Linked DNA regions of Mus musculus: regions 1, 3, 4 and 5 are each linked to region 2. The links are chromatin contacts, called in public ChIA-PET, HiCAR-type and HiChIP or PLAC-seq maps. All regions are on one chromosome and are shown on one strand. Each heading gives the region's core, a stretch centred on a gene start, on an enhancer-like site or on the middle of the called end of the contact. The rest is flanking DNA. Distances are from core to core; before and after follow the strand shown.

Evidence for each region. ChIA-PET counts read pairs in DNA pulled down with a chosen protein or histone mark. HiCAR-type assays count read pairs that join an accessible place to other places. HiChIP or PLAC-seq counts read pairs in DNA pulled down with a chosen protein or histone mark.
Region 1: a contact with region 2 is called in an H3K27ac HiChIP or PLAC-seq map of embryonic stem cells, with 4 times the contacts expected there. The contact joins the promoter of Acss2 here to the promoter of Dynlrb1 in region 2. A contact is called at or near these places in 2 of 39 promoter capture datasets (the C10 cell line and the SN4741 cell line), 2 of 484 Hi-C or Micro-C datasets (embryonic stem cells and uterus), 2 of 115 datasets of contacts at active chromatin or transcription factors (embryonic hindbrain and embryonic stem cells) and 3 of 9 other capture datasets (adipose tissue, macrophages and pancreatic islet).
Region 3: a contact with region 2 is called in a HiCAR-type map of astrocytes, with 2.1 times the contacts expected there. The contact joins the promoter of Edem2 here to the promoter of Dynlrb1 in region 2. A contact is called at or near these places in 1 of 39 promoter capture datasets (hippocampal neurons) and 1 of 115 datasets of contacts at active chromatin or transcription factors (astrocytes).
Region 4: a contact with region 2 is called in an H3K4me3 HiChIP or PLAC-seq map of the SCID.adh cell line, with 3 times the contacts expected there. The contact joins the enhancer-like site here to the promoter of Dynlrb1 in region 2. A contact is called at or near these places in 6 of 39 promoter capture datasets (the C10 cell line, HPC-7-derived erythroid cells, cranial neural crest and 3 more), 1 of 15 datasets of contacts at CTCF or cohesin (pro-B cells), 7 of 115 datasets of contacts at active chromatin or transcription factors (the SCID.adh cell line, cardiomyocytes, embryonic stem cells and 2 more) and 1 of 9 other capture datasets (embryonic stem cells).
Region 5: a contact with region 2 is called in an RNA polymerase II ChIA-PET map of memory CD8 T cells, with 17 read pairs. The contact joins the promoter of Eif2s2 here to the promoter of Dynlrb1 in region 2. A contact is called at or near these places in 5 of 39 promoter capture datasets (the C10 cell line, the HPC-7 cell line, cranial neural crest and 2 more) and 6 of 115 datasets of contacts at active chromatin or transcription factors (bone marrow-derived macrophages, embryonic stem cells, extraembryonic endoderm stem cells and 2 more).

The regions. Positions count from the first base shown.
Region 1 is chr2:155,516,789-155,519,488 of GRCm38.p6, reverse strand. It overlaps Acss2 (acyl-CoA synthetase short-chain family member 2), which reads right to left and starts at 1,446. Exons shown (of 18, transcript NM_019811.3): 1 at 1,205-1,446. The coding sequence starts at 1,382.
Region 2 is chr2:155,235,273-155,237,972 of GRCm38.p6, reverse strand. It overlaps Dynlrb1 (dynein light chain roadblock-type 1), which reads right to left and starts at 1,440. Exons shown (of 4, transcript NM_025947.3): 1 at 1,356-1,440. The coding sequence starts at 1,358. It overlaps Gm52565 (a long non-coding RNA gene), which reads left to right and starts at 1,470. Exons shown (of 2, transcript XR_003954076.1): 1 at 1,470-1,565.
Region 3 is chr2:155,728,092-155,730,791 of GRCm38.p6, reverse strand. It overlaps Edem2 (ER degradation enhancer, mannosidase alpha-like 2), which reads left to right and starts at 1,317. Exons shown (of 11, transcript NM_145537.2): 1 at 1,317-1,561; 2 at 1,791-1,901. The coding sequence starts at 1,455.
Region 4 is chr2:154,941,632-154,944,331 of GRCm38.p6, reverse strand. No RefSeq gene overlaps it. Among named protein-coding and RNA genes, the nearest start is that of Eif2s2, 50 kb to the right of the region's middle. Within about 2 kb of position 1,306, at least 27 of the 459 cell types and tissues checked have an H3K27ac peak or open chromatin away from gene starts, as enhancers often do. A contact at or near this core is called in the SCID.adh cell line, where this site is marked.
Region 5 is chr2:154,891,616-154,894,315 of GRCm38.p6, reverse strand. Eif2s2 (eukaryotic translation initiation factor 2, subunit 2 (beta)) reads left to right here and starts at 1,410. Exons shown (of 9, transcript NM_026030.2): 1 at 1,410-1,626. The coding sequence starts at 1,612.

The DNA of each region.
Region 1 (2,700 bases), core at 197-2,696, 280 kb before region 2:
CAACTTCGCAATTGATTCGATAATGTTTTGCATTGTTCAGTATCTGCCTCATCCACATTGTTCTTAAACATTTAAATCATTACTTATTTAATGTCTGCTGGGTATCAACTATTCGATAATGGACCCTTTTATTACCCACTTTGGACTTTTTAATTTATGAATCTAGTGTTAGCTTTCCTATCTTAGAGATGAATACATTCAATATAAGTTTTTAAATCTGCCTAAGACTGCAAGCAAAGCTATGTATGTATTTTTCGGGCAGGATTTGTGGCTTGTGTTTACCTTACTACCAAATATCATGCTCCCTCTCAGCCAGGACGTGGTGGTAGGCCAGAGTCTCACTATGGAGCCGTGGCTGTTCTGGAACTACCTACGTAGAGCAGGCTGGCCTTGAACTTACAAAGACCTGCCTCTGCCTCCCCAGTGCACGGGATTAAAGGCCTGGCCAGATCGTGGTTTTGCACCCTAAACTGTCCTGACACTTAAGAACGTGTCAAGGCATAGAATTGTCTCTCAGACTCTGAGTTACTAGAATTTAGATCCAATTTTGGTTTTTTTAAGCAAAAAAACAAAACAAAACAAAACAAAACAAAACAAAACAAACAGGCTTGGTGGTAAACCTCACTCCGTCTTGTTTTGTTCACTATACCATCAAAACAACCAAAGCATCGGCATACTGACAACTCGTACAGTTGTGTATTGGGATTGCTGTCATTTTACACAGAGGCAGGACTCCTAGATGGGAAACAGACTTGCACTGACGCTGAGCAAAACGAGATGGGTGCATTCGTTAAAGGTCTGAGGGAGGCATGGTTGAATTGGAGGCAAAGGTGATTCTCTTCAGGGCTCTCCTTCCCTCAAGGTTCACCCTTGCTCCTTGGAGCCCTTCCTTTCACCTCGAGGGCTCTCTCAGGGAACTTTCTCCTCACCGATCCCCGCTTCTTCTCACGGAACCCGCATCTCCTCGTGAAAACTCGCATCTCCCAAAACTGCCAAGTCGCCAGAGAGTGCCCCAACTTCTAGGAAGTCTCGCCTCACAGATGCCTCCTTCTTCTCACAGAACGCCATCTCTTTCGAATCCCTTTTCCATGTCCCTCAGGGACCCTCCATCTCCTCCCTTTCTAACGGAGCTCGGTAAATCTCCCTCGGACTCCCGCTCCTCTGCTCACTGGCGCCCCCAAGAGTCGCTCGGGCCCAGCCTCACCCCGTGGCTCCTCCACAGAACGCCGGTGCAGCTCGCGGTAGCGCTGCAGAGAGGGGACGTGCGCCGAGCGTCTGACCTCCGGCGGCGGGGACCAACCCCGCACCCGGCCCTCGGCGCCGGTCTCCTCACGAGCCCGGCTTCCACTGCCGCTCTTGCGCCGCTCCTCGGGAAGCCCCATCGCATCAAGTTCCGAACACCTTGTCCGCCGTTGCGGTCGCTGCGGGTGCCGGGGCGGGGAAAACAGGTCGACCCTAGAGGCGGGGCCTCGGGTGAGGGCGGAGCCTGAGGCTAGAGGCCGTGCTCTAGGCATCCAATAGTGGGTAGGGCCGTGCGTGAAGGGGCGGGGTCAGCAAAAACCGCTGAAGACAAGGGGTAAGGGCGGAGCTGTCTTGCCGGAAGGGGTGGAGCCGTAGTGAAAGCAGAAGGAATGGTCAGGGAATGACAGGAGAGGGGTGGGGCCTTGGAATGACAGTGGAGGGGCGGGGCCAGAGGTGACAGGCGAGGAGGCGGGCCCGTGGAGTGATGGGGTGTAGCCCGGCTGGATGTGACACGAGAGGAGGCAAGGCTGTGGAGTGACCAAGTTAGGGTCTTGGAGTGACAAGGGTTGGGTTACGGCGCCGCGCAGCTTGAGACATGAAAGGCTGGCTAATAAGAGGCATTGTGTCATCCGTTGTGCAATTACCGTGGTCTGATTGCGTGATCCTGTCACTCCAGAGTTGGATAGCCAAGTGCAGTACAGTTCCTTCTGGGTGACACTCCACAGTCTCCCACCGAACAGCACCCCTATTCCGTTCCCATGGAAAAATTCCTCCGCGACCTTGAGGGCACAGATCCCCAATATGAACCTTCCTGCTAACTCGTTCTGATTCTCTCCCACCTCTTAGGACATGTCATTCTTTTTGCCTCCATAAATCTCCATCCTGATGTAAAGTACAAGACTCTTAAGTGAAGACGAGGAGGATCCTTCAGATATTGGCTCCAAACGCACAAATTCTCTTAGCACTAAAGGTAAATTCAGAAAAGGAAGGGAAATGTCACAAAGTCGGGGAGCAGATAAAGATCAAGTTATGGTCAGATCTGAGTTCTTGTATTGTTTGTTTTTACTAACATAAACAGAAAGCCAGATCTTAAAATACAAGGTCTATGCAATATAAAATAATACAAGTATAAAGAGGAAAAATTACATTCTTTAATTCACCTAAGTACACACCTATCTGCCACAAATTGAGTTTACTTCCCTCTGGCGTCCCTCTATCCTCTTCACCCAAAAGGAAGCCGAGCAGGACACCCTCCACTTCCTTCCTACAGTTATCACCAAGGACTACCTCATCTTACAATTCAGACTGTCAAAACAAGGATCTTTAATTATTTAGCTACAAGAGTGAATCTGAGGTCTGAAGCAGCCAGCTCCTGCCATTTAATGTCTACTTAGGGCTTGTGACCCATCAACTCACCTGCTACACTGATCTTTGTCCAACTGACCATATGCTTAGCCC
Region 2 (2,700 bases), core at 191-2,690:
ACATAGACATGTATTCACTAAGCAGCAGGCTGCAGCTGTCAAAATGGCTGCACCTCTGCTCCTGCCTCAGCCTATAGCCCTCACTGGAGCTGCCTCAGCCATCAGGAGGTACCCCTGGTACCATGTCCTCTCTGGCCTCCCCAAACATCTCAACAGTGATGGCAGCTGCCTGCAGTTGGGAAGGCCTTCCCATCCTAGCTCAATGGTCCTGATGAAGGAAAAGGGGGGCAAAAAAACCCCACCAATGCCTGGACAGGAAAACCTACCAATCCCAGAGCTCCCCCAAATCCCAACCAATTCTCACTCTGGAAATCTCTGCCCTGAGAAGCTCTGCCACCTAAGAAATCCTACTTAAGACTTCTTCTTTGTTTGGTGTCCTGCTGCCCACTTCCCAGAGCAGAGACAGCCACCCCAGGATTCATCCCTCCACACCCTGGATTTGTCCCTGCAATGAGACTCCTGAACTACCCGGCTCAGCTGGGGATACCCTCCCTGCTGTTGAGGAGACTTCCTCTCAGAGTTGTGTGCTTCCTGGCCCCGTGTCTCAGTATGCCCTTCCATGGGACACCTTCTCCCCTCAGAGCTGTGTGGTTCCTGGGCTTCCGTGGAGTGCCCACGAAACCCTTCTTTAGCAGCAGGAACACTTAACAATACATACAAGCAAAACACTACTTATATACATAAAATATTTAACTTTAAAAACAAAAATAGCTTGGGCGTTTTATATCCTAAGCTGCCCTCCAACTTCAAATCCTTTTGCTTTTGCCTTCGCCTTCCCAGAGCTGGAATTGCAAGCGTGCATCCGTTGTAAATAAAATTCTGAGGTTTGGTTTAACGACGGAAAAGGCCTTATAAATTCTGTACACTTGTGAGGGTTGAAAGCACCACCCTGACCCCCGTGGGGTGGACCTCGCCGGTACCTGACCCCAACGCCAAACTGAACCCACAGGCAGCAGTCAAGCCTGCAGAGTTCGAATCCCGGGGATCGCTGCCTTAGGATTCCAAGTGTGAAGATGGCCCTAATGGCCGTACCTACTTCCCAGAGCGGAGGAGGAAAGGCCATGCACGTAAGCGCTTACGCCCAGGGTGCCTGCCATATGCCGGACTTCAGAAAACGTCGCAGCCCGGCCGGGGTCTCCCAACACTGACCAAAAAGCAAAACTGTACTCGAGCCGGAGGGCGGGCCTCCGGGGCGACCCCTCACAGACCAGCTTCCGGTCGCTCCGCCTCGGCTGGGACTAAAGGCCCGCATCCCCGGGTCCCGCGGGGCGACGCCCAACGACCAGAACCCCTACCGGGGGATGGTCACGCCGGGTGGCCGCAGCCCGCTACCGCCGCCTTGGGTGGACACTCACCATCTCGGACGGATCCTGCAGCTCCGAATCGCCAACACTTAGCCGCGTTCCCCGCCCTTCTGAGCCTGCGCACAGTCCTTTGTGGAGACGGACAGATCGAGCAGCCTATCAGGAGCCAGCAGTGATGGGCGGGCTGACGGGAGTCAACGAAGCAAGGACTCAACCCTTTGGGAAAGAAGGAAGCTGCTGTGGAGAATTTCCTCTCCATCGGTGAGGACGAGTTGTCATGTCTTGGCGTGTTTTCAGTATTCAATCCAGGTCCCTGGGCTGAGGCCAACTGTTGCTGAACTAATTCCCTTTGGCCCAGATTGAGGCAGAGAGCAGGAACCTAAATGAGCTGAGGACATGGGCAGCCCCGAGGTTGGGCATCTCATGAACAAGCTCTGGGATGAATTAGTCAAGGCTGTCCTGGGCGTGTAAGATGTGGGGTCGCGAGCTCCACCGCATGCCTGTGTTTCTTGAAAGAAACTTTTTTTTTTTTTTTTTTTTTTTTACTTCTTTGCCCTGCCAGTTTCTCACCTCTTTAGAGGACCAGTTCTCCCAAAGACCTGTCTTGTCCTCTGGTCATTGTGTACTCTTGCAGGCTATGAAAAATATCCGGGTTTCTAGCAGAAAACCTAGCTTAAAACACTGGCATGTAACGAACCTTTGTCGCAGGAAAGTCGCATAGCTTACTTCAATAGCCTCACTGTGTGATTGGCACCTCCACTTTCTTCACGAACGTTTCTTCCCGCAATGGGACTTGCTGACACCAAGCCTGATGATCTGCTTCCAGAGTTTCATGGCAAGTACCTTTTCCTCAGTGAGGTTTGCATTAAGAGTGCAGCAGGCATCACTAAATCAGACCAAGGATAACGGTATCTGTATTGATGTCCTGTGCACCTAGTATGATGGACTAAGGGAACATGACCTCCCTGGCATTTGCCACTAAAATCCAATCTTAAGAAAATTAAACCCATATTGAGGGATATTCTCTAAGGCAATCGTCTTCAACCCTCCTAATACTCTGATTTTTATTTATTTATTTATTTATTTATTTTTGTTTTTCGAGACAGGGTTTCTCTGTATAGCCCTGGCTGTCCTGGACCTCACTTTGTAGACCAGGCTGGCCTCGAACTCAGAAATCCACCTGCCTCTGCCTCCGGAGTGCTGTGATTAAAGGCGTGCGCCACCACGCCCGGCATACTCTGACCTTTTAATTCAGTTCCTCAGGTTGTGGTGACCCCCAACCATACAATGATTTCGTAGCTACTTCATGACTAATTTTGTTACTGTTATGAGTTGTAATATAAATATCTGATATTCAGGATATCTGATATGCTACCCCAAAGGGGTCATGACCCAC
Region 3 (2,700 bases), core at 68-2,567, 490 kb before region 2:
CTTCACCTATGCTTATGTAAGCAGCCCTAATTAAACCTAATCTACCCCAATCACAACCACAAAAAATGACAGTAGGAGGGGTTTGGGAGGAAAAAGGAGGAGAGAAGAATGGTGAAGGTAATGGGGGAGGGGCGGTGACCAGAACATATTCATACATATATGAAATTGTCAAAGAACAAGAATTAACAAACAAACAAACAAACAAACAAACAACTGGGCCAAAGAAGGCAGAGTCTGCCTGCACTTTGCTCAATAAATGGAGCAGCCATTTCCCTCTGAATTTTTCAGCAAAGAAGAGTTGGGCAATGCTAGAATTAAAGAAAAGTTCAAATTAAAAGGATCTCAAATATCAGTTTAGACAAACCCTTTCATAAATGTGGGTGCTGTGCCTGGAGGATGAGAGGGACTCCTTTAAGGTTATATAGGTTATGTGTGAATGGTAGAGTCGTAATGAACCCCAATCGAACTTCAAATCTAGGGTTGTCTACAGCTCATTCCACTGACCAAAGAGAAGGGGGTTGCTGTAGATAGCGCACTAACAGAGTCTAGGACCTAGCAAGAGAGTGGGGAAACTGGCCCAGATGTTCTTTTTATTTTGTTTTATTTTGTTTTTTCGAGACAGGGTTTCTCTGTGTAGTCCTGGCTGTCCTGGAACTGACTTTGTAGACCAGGCTGACCTCGAACTCAGAAATGTGCCTGCCTCTGCCTCCCAAGTGCTGGGATTAAAGGCGTGCACCACCACCGCCCGGCCGGCCCAGATGTTCTTAAAGGAAGAATGCTGGGTCTTCATTCTCACCAGGGATGGCAGCCACTGAGATGGTCCAGGTAAAGTCCTGGGTTGATTTAGAGACTGAAGGGACCGTGATTTCATGGCACCCTAAAGTGAAAGACCGTCATAAATGTATGAATTCCTAGAACAAAAGGGATTTCTGGAAACCTTAAGGCTTTGGGAAAATAATTCTAGAGTTTACTTACACAATGGTTTGTCAAACCCTGTGTCTATTATAGTCAAAGCCGAACATTTTTCATCCATATTTACATAGGCATCTGCTCAAATCTTGAGTACCTGCTAGCCCCTCCTTTAAAAGGTATTTGGAAAAAAAACAAAAATTAACTAGATGGCGCCTGTAAAGTGCTCCTAACACTTTAATTCACCGAAGGTGCTCAACAAACAGAAACTGGGATTGTGAAAACATTATTAACAGCAGCCACAGCAACCACTGTCTTTAAGACACGTTGAACTCCTCTCTGTAGACCAGAAATCCCGAGATGCTCTTTTGCCAGGGCTCCACCGCCCATTGCATCCTGGGCTTTGTAGTCAGGAAGTGAGAGGCTTCTTGCCCAACGCGCAGGCGTCGTGGTGCGTATCCCCGGAAGAACCAGCCGCGGCTCGGAGGATGAGCTGGTGGCGGTGGCTGCAGCTGCTGCGGCGGCACTGACAGGACACGAGCTCTATGCCTTTCCGGCTACTCATCCCGCTCGGCCTCGTGTGCGTGCTGCTACCCCTGCACCATGGTGCGCCAGGCCCCGACGGCACCGCGCCCGACCCCGCCCACTACAGGTGAAGGGGGCCAGGCTCCCGCTCTCTACGGCTGGGGAGTGGCAAGCGCCCACCGGGTCCCTTCCCTTCCCTCCACCCCAGGACCCCCACCCTGACGTGCTCTGGTCCCGCTGCTGGGCCCTCGGCAGAAATCATTTTGTGGTTCCCATTCTCCGTCCTGTGTCTGGTCCTTTCTCCCGCCTGGTTTTGTGTTCTGGCCCCCTACCTTATTTCTCATCCCTCGAACCAGGGAGCGAGTCAAGGCCATGTTCTACCACGCCTACGACAGTTACCTGGAAAATGCCTTTCCCTACGATGAGCTGAGACCTCTCACCTGTGATGGGCACGACACCTGGGGCAGGTAGAGCCAGCTTGAGGGCCAAGGGGGTTGGCCGGGATCATAGGAGGGCTGGTGGCTTCATGGTCTCACTGATTGTGGAAAGTTTCCGACCTGGGCTGATTCAACCCCGTCCCCTCAGTCCAAACCAGCGCTGTCAGAACTACACAGCTTTTCACAGTACAAAAAAGTCTTGGCTTAACTTGGCAGGCTAGCCCTCTGGACTCACCTCAGCCGAACAGGCAACCACGTATGAGGACTTGGGGACATTTCTGGAGTCACAAAATATTTTGAAAAAACTCCCGGGAGTCAGGAAACTCAACTCCTTCATTTTATAGGTGGGCGCACAGGCCCAGGAGGAACGTTATTCTCCCCACAGTTAAGACCCTTTGTAGTTGGTGTACTCTTTATGACTGAAAAATATTTCCCGTCTAGCTTCATACCAACTCCTCTCACCGCCATACATACAAGTCACCTGATTCATTTTCGTTTAGTAATTCTGTGTTACCATATCATCTTTTCATTTTCACTGGAATAAAGAACCCAGTCGAGCAAAGAATCATTGCATTAGCCAAAACTGACACTAGGGCTGTAATCCTGAGTTGGTTTTTGTTTTGTTTTGTTTTGCTTCGTTTTTATAGAATGATTTATTGATTTAGTGCGCACTGGCTGTTTGCCTGTATCTATAACCATGTGAGGGTGTCAGGTTCCCTGGAACTTGAACTACAGACAGTGTGAGGTGCCCTGTGGGTATGAGATGATCAACCAGTGCTCTCAACCACTGAGCCATCTCTCCAGTTGCTGAGGTCTTTTATTTCTTGCT
Region 4 (2,700 bases), core at 57-2,556, 290 kb after region 2:
TCCCAGGACCAGGGGACCTGATGCCTCCCATCAGCCCCCAGGACTCAGGAAGGGCAGCTATTCGTGCTAGATTATTTTGGAGTCTGAAACTGATAACTTTCTTCCCAGCCCTTCCTCGGTGGGGGCTTTTGAACTGCTGTCTTCAGGACTTGTAAAGTCAGGCAGAGCAGGAGCTGAGCCCCCTGAAGGGCTCCTGTCAGCTCTGCTGTTCCCCCAACAACCTTTCTAACCCATAGACCATAGACACACTGCAGCTCTGCTCTTACCCAGGAACCTATCCCCTCTCTCCTTGGCTCAGAGGGTTGCCCGCTGGAGAAGCATGAGGACCTGAGCTTGGATGTCCAGGACCCACGTAGTAAGTCAAGTACAGCAGCTGTGAACATCTGTAGCCACAGCAGAGCAGGGTTGGAGGAGACAGGCAGACCCTAAGAGCTTGCCGGTTGAAGTGGCAATGCCAGGTTCAATGAGAGACCAGGCCTCAAAAAATAATATGGGTAATGATAGAAGAAAATATCTCAAATTTACCTCTGGCTTCTGTACACATCCACATGTATGTGCAGACACACCTGCATACATTCATATGCATCACATACACACACACTTAAGAAAATGGATAGAATTGTTCCCATTATGTTGTTTCACCCCATCATAGGGGTGCTCAGATTTAAAGTGCATCTCTGTGTTAACACTTTGTAAAAAGAAGGAGGAGGAGGAGAAGGAAAAGAAGAAAAGAAAAGAAAGAGACAAATGGAGAAAATGAATAGGAAAACCATTGAGTAGTAATGAGGTGTATGATGGGTGCGGGTGTTTGCCACCAAGCCGGACAACCGGAGGAACGCTGACTCCTGGGGAAGGAAGGGGAAAAAGAAGGAATAAGGAAAGCGGGGAGGAGATGGAGGAAAATAACTGATAACAGGTAACAGCTTGAGCCCAGAAACAAATATACAAGGTCTTTCCTCTTGTCTTCCCTCTACTGAGTCTGTGATGAGATCCATCAGGAAGTCTCCGGAGCAGAGCGCTGTGGCCGCCTGGGGGCAGTGCAGTCTCGCGGATAGGTTTTGCAGCCGCCGAGTTTGAGGCCCATTTCAGAGTTGGTTCTGCCCAGTAGTTTCCTTTCCTTTCTCTTCAGGTCCTCGTCTGAGTTCATCCTTATTTCAGGTTCCCACTGAATTGGTTAGGGAGGAACGGGGATCTGGGGCCTGGGGTGACACTCATTCACATAACACACCCACTTGTGTACATCCCGGAAATGTCCAGGTTCCAATTTCCACGAGGCAGAGTTAAATAAGACTGGAGGCATCTTTGAGCCAACAAACATCTGATTTAAAGAGCACAGGCTGGTCTTAAATACTGTTAACAAGTGCAGGTTGTGGAGACGTCCCATTTTCTTAGTTCTTTCTTAGCTCCTGGCTCTCCATGAACGATGGATGGAAGAAATACCCCCTCCCCGCTTTTAGGAGCTTTTAGCTATTTAGGAAAAGACATCGATTGCTCAACCGGTGCCTGCTGTCCTTGGTGCGTTGCTCCCAGTGGTTATATCAGGCCTCTACTCTAGGTTGGCGTCTTTGCCTGATGAATGCCTGGGGCGGAGGCTGGGAATCAGCAGTGTCTGTGCCCGCCCCTCTGAGCACACAGGCGCCCCATTCAAAACAATGTGGCCCTAGGCATCAGTGAAAGGGCTGCAGTCAGACTTGGCCTCACAAGGACTCACCTCTCTTTATCACCATCTCAAGCCCCGCTCAGGAAGCTCTCTCTTCGCTAACCTCAAGAGTCCCTTTTCCCTCAGTCAAAATCAGCTTCCAGCTCTAACACCCTGGGGTGATTTTTTTTAAAAATCTGTTGATTGATCCCGTGCCCTGTTTCTGGGATGGTTGCTTGCTGTCCTCTGAGCATAGGGAGTACTCTAAGCTTCCATACCCTTTTCTCACATGGTCACCTCATCTGAAATACATTTTCTGTCTCTCTGCCTGATGAATTCTTTATCTATCTTTATGTCCTAAATGAAACGTCCTAGAGCCGAGCACAGTGGTACGTACCTGTAGCTCTAGCAACTGGGAGACAGAGGAAGAAAGATCAGAAGTTCAAGGCCAGCCTGGACTCACCCCACCTCCTCCCCCAGTCTCTCCCATAGTTTCCCCCGACTCTTTCCTTCCCCTTGGAGTTCATACACAACCTTGTGGTTCCTTCCCCATTTTCACGTAGCCGGGCTTTAGCTGTGTTTTCCTGTTAGATGGTGAACTCAGTGTGGGCTTTAAACACTCAGCCAAGAGGCCGTGCTGAGGTTGCTTTGCCTCATTATCTTAAGGCTATCTCGTTAGCGGTAGCTCAGCCTAACACTGAGCACATAGGAGCCCGGTGTTCAACCCTGCTGGATATGATCAAAGCTGGAAGACATCAGGCAAAATGTGGTTATTCTTTTATTTTCACTTTCTATTTCCACTTCCCAGGAGATTTAGGTAACTGCTCCCAATTTCCTCTCTTATCATTTATAGTCCTCCTGGCCATCTGCATCCCATTACGATTTCATCTGGCTGTCTAGGGCCAACTTTCCTAGGCCTGGCTGCCTGCTCATTTGTGACTTTTATCAACCTGCTGCTCTGTGGGTGATGTTGTAGGCACTGGGTAGGCAGCAGCAAAGGACACTTTCCTAGCACTTAGACTGCAGGGGGAACAGGAGACCAAGATAGGTAAACAAAGGGG
Region 5 (2,700 bases), core at 161-2,660, 340 kb after region 2:
GATAAGATGCCTCTGGTCTTACTGCAACGAGTCATGCCAGGGCAGGTTGATATCAATGGAAGGCCTCCCCTTTCTGAAGAGAAATAGAGGATGAGTGAATGGGGGGTAGGGGCTGGGAGGAGAAGAAACTGTGGTCAAGATGTAAAGTATATTAATCAATTAATTGATTAATTTAAAAAGATAAAATCTTATGTAGTCCAGGCTGGTTATGAAATTCTGATATTCATGCCTCTACTTCTCAAGAGCTAGGATGGTAAGTGCTACCACACCCAGCTCAGACAGACCATTTTGTAATTCCAGTAGACCAAAACAAAGACAAACTCAGTAATCAGGTATGAATACAAAAATCAATCAAGAAGAACATTTTGCCAACTACAAAAATCACTAAGTACTTTCCCCATCTCTTCTAACGTGAGGGCTTTTTTTCACTAATCATAGATTAATCCTCACTTGATTCTTTTTATGCAAGAAGCATTAAAAACTTGATAATTACTCTCATCTCCTGATAGCATCTACTTACTTGAGCAGTCCCTTCAGTCACCTGAGTGGATCACCTGACGCCCCAGCTGAGCATTCTTTCAAACAGTGGGGCTTTGCAGTTCCCTGTGGTTACAAACACAGGTGTTTTTTTGTTGTTTTGTTTTTTAACTACAAGCGCATACTCCGAGGCCTTCCTAAATGGCAGCTGTATCTCCCCAGGGAAAATAGATGATACATCCAGAATTGTCTAGCAAAGACTCCATAAACAAGGAGTCATGTACCATATAAGGAAGCTTTAGTCAAAAAAGGACACATAATTAATAGTCCCAGATGATTATATCGCCTAGGACGTTGTAGTGTCTTTACTTATATGGTATGAAGTTCGTCAACAAGTTAATTACCTACTCTACACATTTCTCAACATAGCCCCTTTATTGAGCTAGTTAAGACTATTTCGAAGCTTCCTGACAGACTGTAGCTTGCTGGGCTGTTTCTCCTCAGAGGACGGCTTCGTTCCTCGGTCTAACTATGGAAAACCAGGGAAGAATCTTCTGAAGTAAAAAGCTAGAAGGTTAAACTTCTCACGAAGTGAAACGCTTCTACTGAGGTGCATTCCTCGAATACTAGACCGATTCTAGGGGAAAGCGTGAACTCAGCTCCACGGGTTCATATTAGGGTTTCCACTAAGTTAAACCTGAAAAATGGCCCCAAATTCACTTTACAAGCAACACAGCACTTTTCGAACCTCTTAGGTAACCAGCAGCACAAGAACCCGAACATCCTGACATGTTTAAAACAGTCGTGCACGCCCTCGAAACTCCCGAAGCGCACAAGCGCCGGTCTTTTCTAGCCAAACTACAAGTCCCAGTATGCCCGGCGCCGGGGAGTCGCCGAATAACTCGCGCCACGAGAAGCACGTAAGGTTGGCTTTACTGTACGCCTGCGCTTTGGCGAGCTCTGCGCAGGCGCACTTCCAACGTTTGAGAGGAGGGCGGGGTGTCGCTCCCTTTCGCTGATGCAAGAGCCTAGTGCGGTGCTGTGAGAAGTATCGGTGGGAGCTACGCTGACTCCGGGCCGTGAAGCCGACCGGTTTGACTTTTCATCCCTGCCGAACCCGCTCGAACTACAGCCATGTCCGGGGACGAGGTGAGAGGCTGAGCTGGAGTTAGGGCTAAGGACTGAGGCAGGAAGCCGAACCCACACCTGTGTGAGAAGCCGGGCCTGCGGCCTAGCTGTAGCCGGCCGCCATGTGGAGCAGCCCGGCCTAGGCGTCCCGGAGCTGTGGAGCCGGCGAGGACTCTGGATCCTCAGACTTGGTCTCCCTCGGCTCTCCTCAGGGCGGCGGCGAGGCCTGTCTCCCACGGTGATCGGCGTTTCGGAATGGAGAGCGTGTTGAGCCGTCCTCTCGGAAAGGGGTTGAATGCCGAGTTAGTTTGCCCGGCCGCCCCGGCATTCCTTTCCTCACACACATAGCCGCCTCGGCTCTCACGGCTGAGGGGTCAGGGTGCCCTGCGAGGCCCCTCTCGGTTCCGGTGGAGCACCGAGGTTAAAACTTTGTAGGCTGCCTTTTCCGGGCGGATATCTCGCTCCCGTTTCCCGCTCGAGGCCTTATTTCTTAAGACAGGAACCCAAAGAGCCAGAGGAGAAGATATTTTAAGTCTCAGGAAGTGACCACCTTTCGAGAAAAGTTTTCGGGCCCGAGTCCCAAAGTTTCCTTTACAGGCGAGGTGAGCAGGAAGGTCCGGCTGTGAAACTGACTGGGTTTGGATCTCAGAATTTTTCAAGCCCCGTCCCCCGTTTTATTGTGTCTTTTTTTTTTCTTTTAAATCTTTTTGGGTTTTGCCTTTTCCAGATTTATCCTAGTTCACATACCATTAAATGACTTTAAAGAAAAAAGAGTGGTCTTGGCTTAGATATTGCTTAGCATTGGGCCTAGAAGCCTAATCCTAGCCCCAAGGAAGTACTTTACGAAGAATTTGTGACTTACTTGACTTACAGGCCTAGGGGAGGGGTAAGAGGAATAGTTGAAGGTTCTGTGCAGAGTTGGCTTTTGAATGGGCTCTAGAAATGATCAGAATTTTCTCAACCAATGAGAAAACTGATCACAAGGCGTTTATGGTCAAGAAGGGAGAAAGTGCATAGAAAGTGAAGTATTCACTAGTTTGGTTGAAGTAGATGCTGGTTAGTTTATGGAGGACTTAGGTAACTACATTAAGGAAT